Regions from separate parts of the Mus musculus genome. Here region 2 is linked to region 1. Evidence: chromatin contacts called from public promoter capture Hi-C data. All regions are on one chromosome and are shown on one strand. The core of a region is the stretch at or near the end of the contact, and the rest is flanking DNA. Distances in the headings are between cores, read along the strand shown. Region 1 overlaps 1110059E24Rik (RIKEN cDNA 1110059E24 gene). Region 2 has its middle 13 kb from the start of Gm41818.

The links. Capture Hi-C pulls out chosen DNA fragments and counts their contacts.
Region 2: a promoter capture Hi-C map of liver shows a contact between it and region 1. A contact is called at or near these places in 15 of 484 Hi-C or Micro-C datasets (CD4 T cells, CD8 T cells, the G1E-ER4 cell line and 11 more), 9 of 130 datasets of targeted methods (CD8 T cells, the HPC-7 cell line, bone marrow-derived macrophages and 4 more) and 3 of 9 other capture datasets (adipose tissue, liver and pancreatic islet).

Annotation. Positions count from the first base shown.
Region 1 is chr19:21,627,846-21,634,894 of GRCm38.p6, reverse strand. The region is part of intron 1 of 1110059E24Rik (RIKEN cDNA 1110059E24 gene); the gene reads left to right. Among named protein-coding and RNA genes, the nearest start is that of 1110059E24Rik, 21 kb to the left of the region's middle.
Region 2 is chr19:21,733,172-21,740,103 of GRCm38.p6, reverse strand. No RefSeq gene overlaps it. Among named protein-coding and RNA genes, the nearest start is that of Gm41818, 13 kb to the right of the region's middle.

The DNA.
Region 1 (7,049 bases), core at 2,910-5,409:
TTATTCTAATGATGCTTTACTCCAATCCCAAGTCAAATGAAGACTACAAGAAAACCACAGAGCAGTCTCCTTTCTGAGGAGTGTTACTGCCTGTGTGGTTTGGAGAAGAATGCCCCCCCCCCCCCGCCCCTCATAGGCTCATATGTTTGATTGTTCCCTAGTTGGTAGAACTGTTCAGGAAGGATTGAGAGGTGGCCTTGTTGAAAGAAGCGTGTCACTGGGAGTGAGCCGTGGGGTTTCAACAGCCCATGCCAGGCCCAGTCTCAATCTCTGCTGCAGCTTTTATAGAACAAATGTGAGCTCTCAGTTCCTTCTTCAGCACCATACCTGCCTGCTTGCTGCCACACTCCCTGCCATAATGATTATGAGCTAATGCTCTGAGATTGTAAGCAAGCTTCCATTTAAGTGCTTTCTTTTTTATAAGTCGTCTGGTCATGATATTTCATCACAGCAACAGAACAGTAACTAAGATACTGCTGGAGTCTGAAGTATCCTGCTCCAGGCTGTGTTAAAGTCTATGCCTATAACCACTGGTGTTTTTTAATGAGGTCTATAAATTTTAGGTGGTGGCATTGTAGGTGAAAGAAATAGGTCACTAGGAGGTATGTCTTTGAAAGTTATACCATGTCTTTTCTTTACTTCCTGCTTCCTGTTGTCCATAAAGTAAAATCCTCTACCACATGATACTGCTTCATCATGGAAACAGAATCAGTGTAGCTGAGGACGGTGGACTAAGCTGAGCCCCTCCCACATTCAGTTGTTATTACCAATACATAATAATATGATAGATAATGTAAGTACCAATGCAAAAATCTCCAAGCAAAAGAAAATGATAGCAAATTTAATTTAGCAGGTGTCTTAGGGTTTCTATTCCTGCACAAACATCATGACCAAGAAGCAAGTTGGGGAGGAAAGGGTTTATTCGGCTTACTCTTCCACATTGCTGTTCATCACCAAGGAAGTCAGGACTGGAACTCAAGCAGGTCAGAAAGCAGGAGCTGATGCAGAGGCCATGGAGATATGTTCTTTACTGGCTTACTTCCCCTGGCTTGCTGAGCCTGCTCTCTTATAGAACCCAAGACTACCAGCCCAGAGATGCTACCACCCACAAGGGGCCCTCCCTTGATCACTAATTGAGAAAATGCCTTACAGCTGGATCTCGTGGAGGCATTTCCCCAACTGAAGCTCCTTTCTCTGTGATAACTCCAGCCTGTATCCAGTTGACACAAAACTAGCCAGTACAGCAGGATATAAAAAGGGTTAGACAAGGGCCAGAGTGAGTGATGGCTCAGTGGTTAGAGCTGCTCTTGGAGAAGACCCAAGTTCAGTTCAGTTGCAGCTCTGGGGGATCTGACACCCTCTTCTGGCCGCTGTGGATAACCCCATCCCCACAGCAAGCATTTATACAGACACATAAATAAAAACAAATCTTAAAGGATTAAACATCAAAGTCCAGTGGGATTCATGTAAGAATAGTTCAGCACTTCTAAGATACCACATGAACAGAGTGAACAAAAGAGAAGTGTATGTGCTCACTGGAACTGAAGTTTAAAAAAGTTGGCAGAATTCAATACTCATAATAAAAGCACTCAACAACTGAATTTAGAAAGGCTACCTCAAAATTTTAAAAGAAGCCACTTGTAAGATGAAAGTAGAAGAAGGGGTTTATTGTTGTTTGTTTGTTTTTCCATTTCTTTTTTGTTTGCTTGTTTGCTCTGAGTTGTTGAGACTACGTCTGGCTGTGTGACTGAGGCTGGCCTTGAACTTTTCCTGTCTTAACCTTTCAAGTGCTGGCATTACAGATGTGTACCAACATACTCAGCCTAAACCTGTCTTTTGAAAGTGTTCCTGCTTGTCTACTTTTGTCAACTAGTGCTGAAGTTGGAGCCAGGACAGTTATATAAGAAAAGGGACACAAAATACACACAAATTAAAAAGAGGGTAAATTTACTCTATTAATAGCTAGTATGACCTTATATGTCAAAAATTCCCAGAACTCTATCAGTTAAAATGAGTAAATGTACTCTGGACAGTAGCAGGAAACAAGTCTATACACAAATGTTGTTACAGTTCTCACCACTAAAAATGGGTACTCTGAAAAGGGAATTAAATAATTAGTTTATAATAGTTGGTGGAGAAAGGAAACTTAGAATTAACTAAAAATATAAAAGATTTACTGTGAAAGCTGTAAGCCATTGCTGGATTTAAAAGGCATTAGATAAGTGAAAAATATCTCATGTTCATGGATTAAAAGATTTAATATTATGATATCAGTGCTACTAAGGTTATCTACAAACTCAGTTCAGTCCAATTTGGAGTTCCAGGGACTTCTGTACAGACTTGGAAAAACTCTAAAACTGACACAAAAATCTCAAGGGATCCTGAATAAACAAAGGAATCTTGAAAAAGAACTAAGACTGTCTCTTGTGAGACTAGCCTAGCAAACACAGAAGTGGATGCTCACAGTCAACTATTGGATGGATCACAGGGCCCCCAATGGAGGAGCTAGAGAAAGTATCCAAGGAGCTAAAGAGATCTGCAACCCTGTAGGTGCAACATTATGAACTAACCAGTACCCCAGAGCTCTTGACTCTAGCTGCATATGTATCAAAAGATGCCCTAGTCGGCCATCACTGGAAAGAGCGGCCCATTGGACAGGCAAACTTTATATGCCCCAGTACAGGGGAATGCCAGGGCCAAAAAATGGGAATGGGTGGGTAGGGGAGTGGGTGGGGGGAGGGTGTGGGGGACCTTTGGGATAGCATTGGAAATGTAATTAAGGAAAATACGTAATAAAAAAAAAGGAAAGAAAAAGAACTAAGAGGGACATCTGACATTTCTTAATTTCAAAATTATGCCAAAGCTAATAAAAATAGTGTAGTACTAACATGAAGATGGGTGTATAGTCCAGAGCTATAAAATAGCCTCTAAAAAATTTGCAACAGAATTCTCAGATGACCCTAAGACTGTATTTCTGATTATACAGCCAAAAGAATTAAAACCTGAGTTTAATTTTATACAGTTTATAGCAGTATGTCTTATGATAGCTAAAATCAGAAGCAGTCAGAAAAGCCTACAGAGGTATGACTGGATAAGCAAAATACGTTACATACACATACTGGAACAATATTAGCATATTTTCTTCACTTAAAACAATTATTCTCTAATATAGTACAACTCAACTGAAGTTTCCTCTCCCTCTCCTCCCCCAAATGATTAGCATTTTTAAGGATGGAAATTCTGAGGTATTCTGCATCTGTGACCCATGATGGTACTGCTAAGTGAAATAAGTTATAAAATGACCAAAGCTGTATATCTCCATTTATATGAGGCACTTAGTACTAAAATGAGACAGAAAGAACTAGCTGACGGGTTTGAGGGGAAGAGAGATTGAAAGTCACTGATTTAAAGCAGCTGGCGATGTAAAGCCTTCTGGAGATGCATGGCATTATCAAAACAGGGATTTAGCCCAATGCATAGGACAGATATTTTACAATGGAAACAGACAGCTCTTGGTAATTGGGCTTCCTTTCTCCGGGTTCTTCATCTCTGGCTTTTGTTGTGCAGTTGCTTCCTTTGCTTTGCTTTAACGCGATGAGGGTCAGATTCAGAGTTCCTGTGGCAGAAACGCTGGGGAACATGTTTTGCGTTTCTATGATGGTTTTATTGAATAACAATAAATTCACAGGCATGGCGGCAATTCGGCAGATATTTCTGGTTTTTTTTTAGTATCCCTAGCCCAGGCCTTGAAGGAGTAAAAAGTGACCTGGAATGTGTTTACTGGAACCAACGAGAAACCTTTTTAAAGATGACATTTGGGACAAAGAAAGAACAGATGTGATTGCTAAGGTAGTGTTTGCTGCGGTTGAGCCTTTGAATCTGAATTGGAGACAGCAAGGGTGTCTGCAAGAGAGCCGCTATCTCCTGTGCTGTTGGCCACAGTACTTTATCACAGGAGTTAGAGCAGGAGTCTCACTGCTAATGCTGAAGTCACGCTTGCATGCTTTGTCTGAGAACAAAGGGTGCTAGTGCCGCACCTGTCCTGAGAAAGAGGAAGTTGATAACTAACGCAGGAAGTCTCAACCCTGAAAGGATCAGATGGGCTGGAGATGCCCTCTTGCCTCTAAGATGAACCTTACTGTCCAGAAAGACAAACAATCCCCTGGTGGAACTGTGACCCTGTCGTCATCTACAGTGAAATCTGATGGAGAAAAGGCTTGCGTTCTGTGAAGCCAGAACGTTTCCTTGGATGAACGTTTCCTTGCTGAAAATGACCTGAAGTCAGAAAGTCGCAACAGTAGCTTGGAAACAACGGGAAACATTCCCGTAAAACATGAAGTAACCCTGCGCGAACCATCTCAAGGCAGATTTTCCTATTTTAAGAGGTATCATTTTGTGTTCTTGGAGTTTTATTTAGGGTCACACTGCATATTCTTTACTAAAAAAAATATTTTCTGACTTGGGATGTAGCTTGGTGGTAGGGTGCTTACCTAACTTTCCCAAGGCCCTAGGTTTGCTTCCTGCCGCAGAAGAAGGCCGGTATTTTCTACTTCGTTACGTGCTTTCCTAAGTGGGGTCACAGTGGGAAGGATCCAAACCTTTTTACTGGAGGTCCTTATTCAGGCTCTTACTGGTCCTTTTAAAGTTCCGGTATTTTAAAGGTACAGTACTTGGGACTGGAAAGGTGGCTCTGTGTTTAAGATTTCTTATTGTACTTCCCAGGATCTGGGATTGGTTCTAAGCACCGCTTATAGAGTGGCTCTCAGCTGCCTGTAACTCCAGCTCCAGATGACCTCTCAGACCACCCACATGTGGCATGTTCTCTCTCTCTCTCTCTCTTTCACTCACATACACACACACCATATACACACACACCAATAAATTAAAAAAAAAAAGTACAGTGCTTAATTGTCATAGTTATGTGTTGCGTTATGCATCCCATCTTACTTTGTTTTCCTTACCAGTGTGTGAGTAGGGCCGGGTTGCTGAGAATGCCAGGCCCTGCCTTAGATCCTGAGCACCAGGGGAAGGAAGGAAAAGTGAGGTGCATAAAGTAGCTGTGGGTTTTCTCTGACAGACCAGCACATTTTCCCACCTGCAGGCCAGTGTGGTGCCATTTGACTGTCTACATGAAGTTCCTCAGTGAAAAATCCTCCTAGTGTGCTTGGCTGCTGAGTTAGCCAGTGTAAGCACAGGCCCTCTGTTTAATTGCCACTGAGGGGAGATCTGCCAGCCTAGTGAGAGAATAGTCCATTGTTTGGAATGACCCAAACTCATTTTCTATTCAGTTTCCTGGTGAAAATGTGATTGTTTATTTTTGCAGATGATGTTGAGTAAACAAGGAGAGAGGGGAGGCAGGTTGGGGGGGGGCTGGAGGAGCGGGGGAGGGGGGAGGGGGGTTGTCAACATTCTTTCCTGGTTTCCAGGAAGGACTTGGTTACAGGTTCCTGAGCAAGAGAAGCATTCTGAGGACCAGTGTGCATTTTGCTTCTCTCTTGTGATAAATTTGGAGTGAGTGAAAGAAAGATGGGCTTTGGGTAAAAGGTCATTCTATCTCACAAATAGAGATGTACCTCACTTTATGTGTCGGATGCCTTTAACTAAAGTGATACATAGTGAAACCAAATATTTACATATTTGGTACATACATGCAAATTAGGTATTTTAAATACTAGAGTGTATTTTACTCATTGGAGACTGGCCTTTTTTTTTTTTAATATTTAAAATGTTTATAACCAATCTTTAAGTAGCAGTGCTGTAGAAGTAAGAGTTTCAAAATGACTATGGCTTTAGCCTGGGCTGCATATATGTAGCAGAAGCATGCCTCATGTAAACAAAGAAAGATGTACTAGTTTGAAATTTGTATGTGTATGCATGTTACATAGGTGTGAGTATGTGCATGTGCCTGTAAATGTTTTTTGTACTCATGGGTATGCACATGTGGAGGTTAGAGGTCAAAACCATGTAACTTATTCCTCTGTCATTCTTCTCATTATTATTATATTATTGAGGCAATATTTCTTACTGCACTTGGAGATAGTGTCCAGACTAGTGGTTCCCAACCTTTGCGTTGTGACCCCTTTGGGAGTTACATATCAGATATCTGCACTATTATAATGGTAACAACAAATTACGGTTATGAAGTAGCAATGAAATAATTTTATGGATGGGGGGTCACCCTAACATGAGAACTGTATTAAAGGGTCACAGCATTAGGATGGTTGAGAACCACTGGTCTAGACTGTCTAACAAGCAGGACCCTAAGACCCACCTGCCTGTGCTTGCAGGGATGGCGTTACAGGTGCTCACGGCCACGCCCACCTGCCTGTGCTTGCAGGGATGGTGTTACAGGTGCTCACGGCCACGCCCACCTGCCTGTGCTTGCAGGGATGGCGTTACAGGTGCTCACGGCCACGCCCACCTGCCTGTGCTTGCAGGGATGGCGTTACAGGTGCTCACGGCCACGCCCACCTGCCTGTGCTTGCAGGGATGGCGTTACAGGTGCTCACGGCCATGCCCACCTTTCTACAAGGGGCCAGGGATCCCTCGCAGGGCCTCCCGCTTGTGAAGCAAGGACTTTTTCTGTTTAAGTAGGTAAAGCTAAGTTTTGCTATCCTGGAATTGATTGGTCTATACAAAAAAAATCTGATCAATAAAATTATTTTTGTTTATAAAGTTATAGACTATAGCTGTAAGAAAGTCATATAAGTTTATATACCATTATTAATATACAACAAAAATAATTGAAGGAGAAAAAGCAGCAGCAGAGAGAAGCATCTATATTGAAGGTGTATGAAATACTCCTGTGACATTTAGTATTTTTCTCCCTGCCCCATTCATTTTATCTACATAAAAAGTTGAATATGGGGGCTGGTGAGATGGCTCAGTGGGTAAGAGCACCCGACTGCTCTTCCGAAGGTCCGAAGTTCAAATCCCAGCAACCACATGGTGGCTCACAACCACCCGAAATGAGATCTGACTCCCTCTTCTGGAGTGTCTGAAGACAGCTACAGGGTACTTACATGTAATAAATAAATAAATAAATAAGT
Region 2 (6,932 bases), core at 1,149-3,648, 110 kb before region 1:
AGATTGAGTTCCAGGACTGTCAGGGATACACAGACAAACACTGACTCAAAAAAAAAACAAAAAAAAAAAAAAAAAAAGAAGGGAAGGGAGGGAGGGAGGGAGGGAGGAAGGAAGGAAGGAAGGAAGGAAGGAAGGGAAAAAAGGAAGAAAGAAAAAATCCTGTATCAAAAAAAATTTGTATAAAAAAATTAACTACAAAGATTTTTGACAGTTGTTAGCATGAAGAAATGAAAAATAGAGGCCAGCAGTTAAGAGCACTGACTGCTCTTTCAGATGTCCTGAGTTCAATTCCCAGCAACTACAGGTGGCTCACAACCATCTGTCATGAGATCTGATGCCCTCTTCTGGTGTGTCTGAAGACAGCAACAGTGCACTCACATACATAAAATAAATAAATAATTCTTTAAAAGAAAGAAAGGAAACATGTTTACAGCAACAGATATGCTAATTAGCCTGCATGGATCATTTCTATGTGAATACATGTATCAAGTTATAATGAATAAATAAATATCATTATTTGTGTCAATAACAAATAAAGACTTGGCAGTGTGGGCTTATAAGAATAGCTTTTAAGGAGACTTAGGGAGGAAGGTCATGATTCCAGGACAGCCTGGGCTACAAACTAAGTTCAAGACTAGCTGGATAATATAGAGAAACTCTGTTGCAAAATAAAAAGTGAAAAGGGGGCTAAATAGACTGAGGTAGAGTGCTTACACAAAGTTCTGAGTTAAATTCCCAGTTTCGCAAACAAAACAAAACAAACTTGTTAAAAAACATAAGTAAAAATAATAACGATGATACGGAGAAATGGAACAAAGGAGAGAACAAGGTTGCGGATGTTTTTCTGGTTGTTTTTAGGTGGCTAGGGAGACAGCCAGTCCTCCCAATAGCCTGGTTAGTCATACATTATGATTCCCATCTCAGGTGAAGCCACTGGCGGTCAGAGGGCAGCTTGCCTGATCTCATACAGCCAGGAAATGACAAGAGTTGGAATTTGAACCCAGGCCCATGTGTTGCCAAACTACTTCCTTTAAGTAACGCTTATTCCAACTCATGCTAGCCATGACATTTCTCGGATTGAGACGCTCTTAATATCAAAAGCGAGAAATCGTTACATAGTGTCCCTACAGCCGGCCATATATTCCGAGACAAGAAATCCTGCATGAAATTCACTAAAACGTGTCCAGAGTCTAGTAAGCGAGTGCCAAAGTACTCGAGTTGAGCCCCAGATTCCTCGGAAATAGTGGGAAGTATGAGGCTTCAATCCTACCCGGCTACCTTGTTTTCTGTGTTTTAGACAAGCTCTCGCAACCTCTGCCAGGCTGGTTTTCCTTCCCCCAGCCTCCTCCTCCAAGCGCAGGGCTTATACTTAGACACAAGGGCCCACGCTGTCAATATGGCTGACTCATCCTATCAGTTCTGACCCTTAGACTGTCAGGAACCAGACTGACTCTTGACAAACAGAAGAAGACTCATCCACGCTTTATTTGCATAAAAACCTGCCTCTAAATTCAGCATCTTTATGATGAATCAGCTCCTCTTTCCCGGCCTTTCTGGGAGCAGGGATTCTGTGCGCTCCTCACTGGCTTTCCCTCAAAGTGTTTTTCCAGTCCACTTACAGTTGAGAACAGATGTAGATGCTGGCCTACTCCCAACACCCTGCAGCTAACTCCTGACTCCACGATTCCCTGCAGACCGAGCGGGGCTGAAGTAGAAAATGATTTCAGCCCATGGCTCTATCTGCATCACTCACTCCCAATTCAGTACTAGCCCAAAGGAACCAATCCTATTTGCAGTCTTCCTTTCAGTTCGTACTGAAGTGCGTACAGGGCGCACCACATTTCGGTGATTTAAGGCTTCGTTCTCCCTCCTCTGGCCCAACACCATCGTTTGCCAGTTTCCCTGACTCTAACAATAGAAGGGAAAAAAGTCTTTGGAAAACCGGAGACACACAATAGATCAAGATTATCTGGCCTTGGCTACCAACGCAAACGACCATGAGCTCAGACAGAAAATAAAGTAGGTCTTTTAAAAAGTAAGTGCTTCAGGCCAGAGAGATGACTCAGCTACCAAGAATGCATCCTCTTTCAGAGGAACCAAGTTCAGTTCCCCGTACCCACATCAGGCAGTTCACAACAGCCTGTGACTCCAACTCCAGAGGATCCTATGCGCCCTGCCGAACTCCTCATGGGCACCTACATATGCAAACTTAAAATTAAGAAATAAATCTTAAAAAAGGAAAAAAGAAGAAAGTAACTGGCGATCATTTAAAACACAAAATTAGAGCACGCGGGGCGGGGGGGGCGGGGGGGGCGGGCAGGCAAATACAGTGTAACTTTGAGTCACTCGCAAGTGCTAACGTCAGCTGGGTCATTTCCGCATCACTGACAAATACAGGAAACTGTCCTGTGTTGATAAAAAGCAGATGAGAGGACAGCCATCCTTAACACGATCCTTTATTCCAGTAAAGCCACAGACGTAAAACCGCTGCTGCAGCAGAGAGAGACACAGGGGGACCGGATAGCATCTTCACCGCCCTCGGTTCTGGGAACAGCTTGTGGTGCTCACAGACCTCTAGTCCGGAGTCGTTGCTGAGTATTAAACGGGTGCATCCTGTGCTGACATTTGGGCAAATCTGAGGGCTCAAGAATCTACCTACGGTCTTCTTTTCTATCTGTTCGAGTAAACTGGGGATCTGGCATTCCCTAAAACAACCATACTGGTCTCATTCGCTTACTCACTCACTAAATGTTTGATCTCCAATCATGAATCAAGTTCCTTCTTAGGCCCAGGGAACAAAGTTGAACTAGAAAGACCGGGAGGCATGGCCCCAGTCCATTTTTGCTCTCTATGGGCAGATTTTAAGCCACCTTCATCAGACTAGGAATCATGTGGAGCTTGCCAGTGATATTTCAAAGTGACTATGCCTTTCTGCTGATAACATCATTTTTTCCTCTCCAAGGATTTTTTTTTAAAGTTACAAAATTTATAGCCCAGAGTGATAGGAAAGCAATAAAAACCTGTTGAGTTGAAAAGAGTCATTTATTGTTCCCCTAAAGTATGAGCAGACTCACGTTAAGACTCCAGTGGGACATTCTCTCCACGGGCGCGCAGAGTGCTAACCTCTCAGACTTGTAAGTTATAGACGTACCTTGTTAGTTTTTGTTATTAATATTTGAAGAACTTTTACACGTTAGCACAAAGGATTAGAACACGTTAATTCTCTGAGCAGGAGGTATAGACAAAATAAATAATAATTGTTCTCTTAGAAGGTCCACTAGGCTGACATGCTATTTTTATAGAGAAGGAGACAGCCTTGTAAGCAGCAGAGTAAACAAAACATTAAAGGCAGAATCCGGTCAAGAGAAGGACCTGGGAGGATTAGGGACCATGACAAAGATGGTGCCTGAATGTCAGGATCTCATAGAAAAGGAGTAAAAGTTAGGATAAAGTTATTAAGTGGCAGTTCCCTACCACCAACATGAGGGCCCCAGAGTCAGCAAATGGAAACTTGAATGTAAGAGATCACACATTAAGGTTAAATGGGGATTAATAATGAAGGTGGCCAGAGTTTCCTTGTTCTGCAGAAGTTGGGGGTTTAGGACAAGGTGAAAGAATAATTACACAATATGAGAAAAGAGGAGGAACCAGCAAGAGCCCTGTGTGCTTTCCAGGGGAAGCAACGGATGAACGGAGGCACATAGCACAGACACCTTAGCAGTGAGGTTACATCTGGGCATTGAACTACAGGAGTTTCCATCCTGGTGTAGTGGAGCATTCCTATAATCTCAGCAACCAGGAGGCTGAGGCAGGAGAAACAGGAGTATAAGGCTAGCCTGTACTACTTGGTGAGATCCTGTCTCAAAACCAAAAACAGAAAGGAGTTTTCTGAGGCACAAATACAGAAGACAGAGTTTCAGCTTCAAGAACAGCATGTGCAGAGGTAATAAATTAAAATCAAGTGCTGCGGCTGGAGAGTAATAGAGGTGGGGACTGCCAAGCTGTATGCATCAGAAAAGGTAAGGGCTTTAGGCATCCCCAGAGCAAAGCCAGGAAAGCACGTTGTGCTCTCTCTCTCTCCCTCTCCCTCTCCCTCTCCCTCTCCCTCTCCCTCTCCCTCTCCCTCTCCCTCTCTCTCTCTCTCTCTCTCCCTCTCTGTCTCCCTCTCTATCTCTGTTTCTGTCTCTCTCTTTCCCTCTCTCTCTCTCTTCCTCTACTTTTCTTTCTCTGTCTATATCTCTGTCTCTCTGTGTTGCTGTCTGTCTGTCTCTGTGTCTGCCTCTGTCCATCTGTCTGGATCTTACTATATACTCAGAATGACTTTGAACTCACTGTGATCAGGTTGTTTTGATCAACTTAAAAATCATTTTTAAGCTACAGAAAAAGTTGCAGCAATAAAGAAATTTCATGGTGGCACATTTGAGAGGCTGAGGCAGGAGGATTACAAATTCAACGCCACCTTGGGCTACAAAGTAGGATCCTGTCTCAAATATCAAACCAAAATAAACAGAAACAGATTTCATAGAGAACCACTCCAATTGCTAACACTTGCCATTCTCTCTGCGTTTGTGTCCACACTCTATTCACGGGACACTTTGACACTCAATAAATCACATATGGTCACTGAAGTGACTTTTTAGCTCAGTGATAGATCATTGAGCTGGTGTCCATAGGTCTATTGTCCGTGCCTAAGATCAATCCACAGGCTTAGAAAAAGGAAAGAGCCCAAAGATAAGATGCTCATGAAGATAGGAAGGGGTAGTAGGTGTTCCTCTAGAACTGCAATAACGGGCCACCAGATCAAGGCAGCCTTCCTTTTTAGGTGGAAGAGAGAAATGTTAGGAGAACACTTTTCCCAGGTCGGTGCATCTGAGGGAAACTCTGGTTTGAGGATTTGGTATCTTAGTGGTAGAGGCTGTGGCAAAGCAGAAATTAGTGATAAAACAATAGAAGGTGTATAAATATTGCCTATATACACATACATAATCCTGTTTGTATGATAAGCATGATTTCAAATCCTTTAGATAAATCAATTATTTTAACTCTTGTAACAATCCTTCAAAACTAGATAAGCTTCCTGTGTCTGGAGGCTCCCAAGAAGGGACCAGACAAGAGAAATGTACTGTGATGGATTATCTTTAAAATTGTGCCTTGTTTGGTCAGAAACCTTAGAAGTTAAGAGAACTGGCTACTCTTATAGAGGACCTGGTTTTGTTTCCCAGCACCTACATGGTGGCTCATAACTATCTATTACTCCTGTTCTAGAGGATCAATACCCTCTTCTGATTTCCCTTGGCACCAAACTCACACAGACAGGCAGGCAGGCACACATGCATACGTGCAAAACTCATACACACAAAATAAATATGAAACATTTTTGAAAGAAATTTGGAATATTTCACCTCCATTTACACCAGGGGATAGCTTGCTACTCTCCAGACCTCCAACCTTGGCTGAAGCCTGTATTCATCTCTTATGGAAATTCATGTCTGTAAAGGCTTTTGGTTATATATTATATTAGCATCGTCCACATCAACAAGAACTAACCTAAAATGTGAAGAGTAGGAGATACTTTTGATTACAAATTGCTTTTGAATTCGATAAAGCAAAGTGAGGTCCAGAAATGACAAGTCATTTTAATTTTTATTTAAAGATGTAAAATGGTTTAACTATCACTGGCATGAAAGCCAGTATTTCCCAAGCGCCCTCTTGTGGCATGGATTAATGATTTCCAAATTCCTGTTAGATGGAGACCAGGGAAGCAGATTTCCCTTTTCCGTGCTGGGCACTGAACCCAGGGCCTTGCACTTCCTAGGTGAATGCCTGTGCACTATAGTGCACACCTGACTCTAGCTGTGTAATCACAGTGATTTCGGTTTAGCTGCTGTGGAAGCCTGCAGCTTAAAACCTTCTCACTGTCCTGGAAACGCTGGAAACAAATCTTTCAAAGGCATAAGAAAACAGATAATTTCTCATGTTGTATACAAAAGATGGAAGACAGCTAGCTCAAGGCCACCAAAAATGTAAATGCCAAGATGAAGAGCAGAGCCCTTCACAGTGCCTCTGTGGCCTTACTTGCAGCATGATGAACTAGAAGAACACTGTCTGATCTAGTCCTCCTCAGAGTGCTGATCTGGGAACTCTATGAGTTCTGCAAAGTTCCCTGTACCGCCATTGCCTCTGACAGAGGACAGCACAAGCGAAGTGGACAAGAGAGAGTCTTTGAAGATCGACGATTTCCTTTGCAGTACTCAGCATACCCCAAAGATGGCCTTTAAGGAAGTGAAGGGAAATAAGCAGGAGAAAGCAGACCTCACAGGGTGCTGAGTTTATTTTCAAGAATTAACCTGTAACTGACACTTGGCAATGCTGGGCATCAGCTCCCCATCCCTCAGATGTCAGGGCATTGCGTGTTGTTCTGTGTTCTGTGGGCCTTTGTCACTTGAAGGTGAAGCTGAAGCCAGACGAGTCTAAGTGTCTGGGGTCCCCGTTACTAGTGAGTTGAGGCAGAAGAATCACTTGATTTTGGTTCTGAACCAGGCTGGGCAACAGATGACTCTTATAAGTAAAGCTGAGCAAAGGAGAAATAGCAACCAAGACAGAAATAGGAAGAGAAACAGAAAATGCAGGGAAGGGGCTGAAGAGATGCTCAGGGAGCTGGCTAGGTGACTGCTCTGCACTGTGGGGACCTGAGCTTAAGGATACAGTCATGGTGGCATTCTCCTGCACTTTTACCTTAACATGAGGAAGGCAGAGACAGGAGGATCCCAAAGACTCAACGGGCAGCTAATGGGGTTGAATCGGTGAGATGCAGCAGGTTCAGTGAGCTACACACACAGTCTTTTCAAGAGCAAAATTGCTTTGAGTATCACAAGAATCTTTGAACTCTTTGATCAGGGTGGGGAGGGACTGCTAAAGACTGGGGAGTTTCT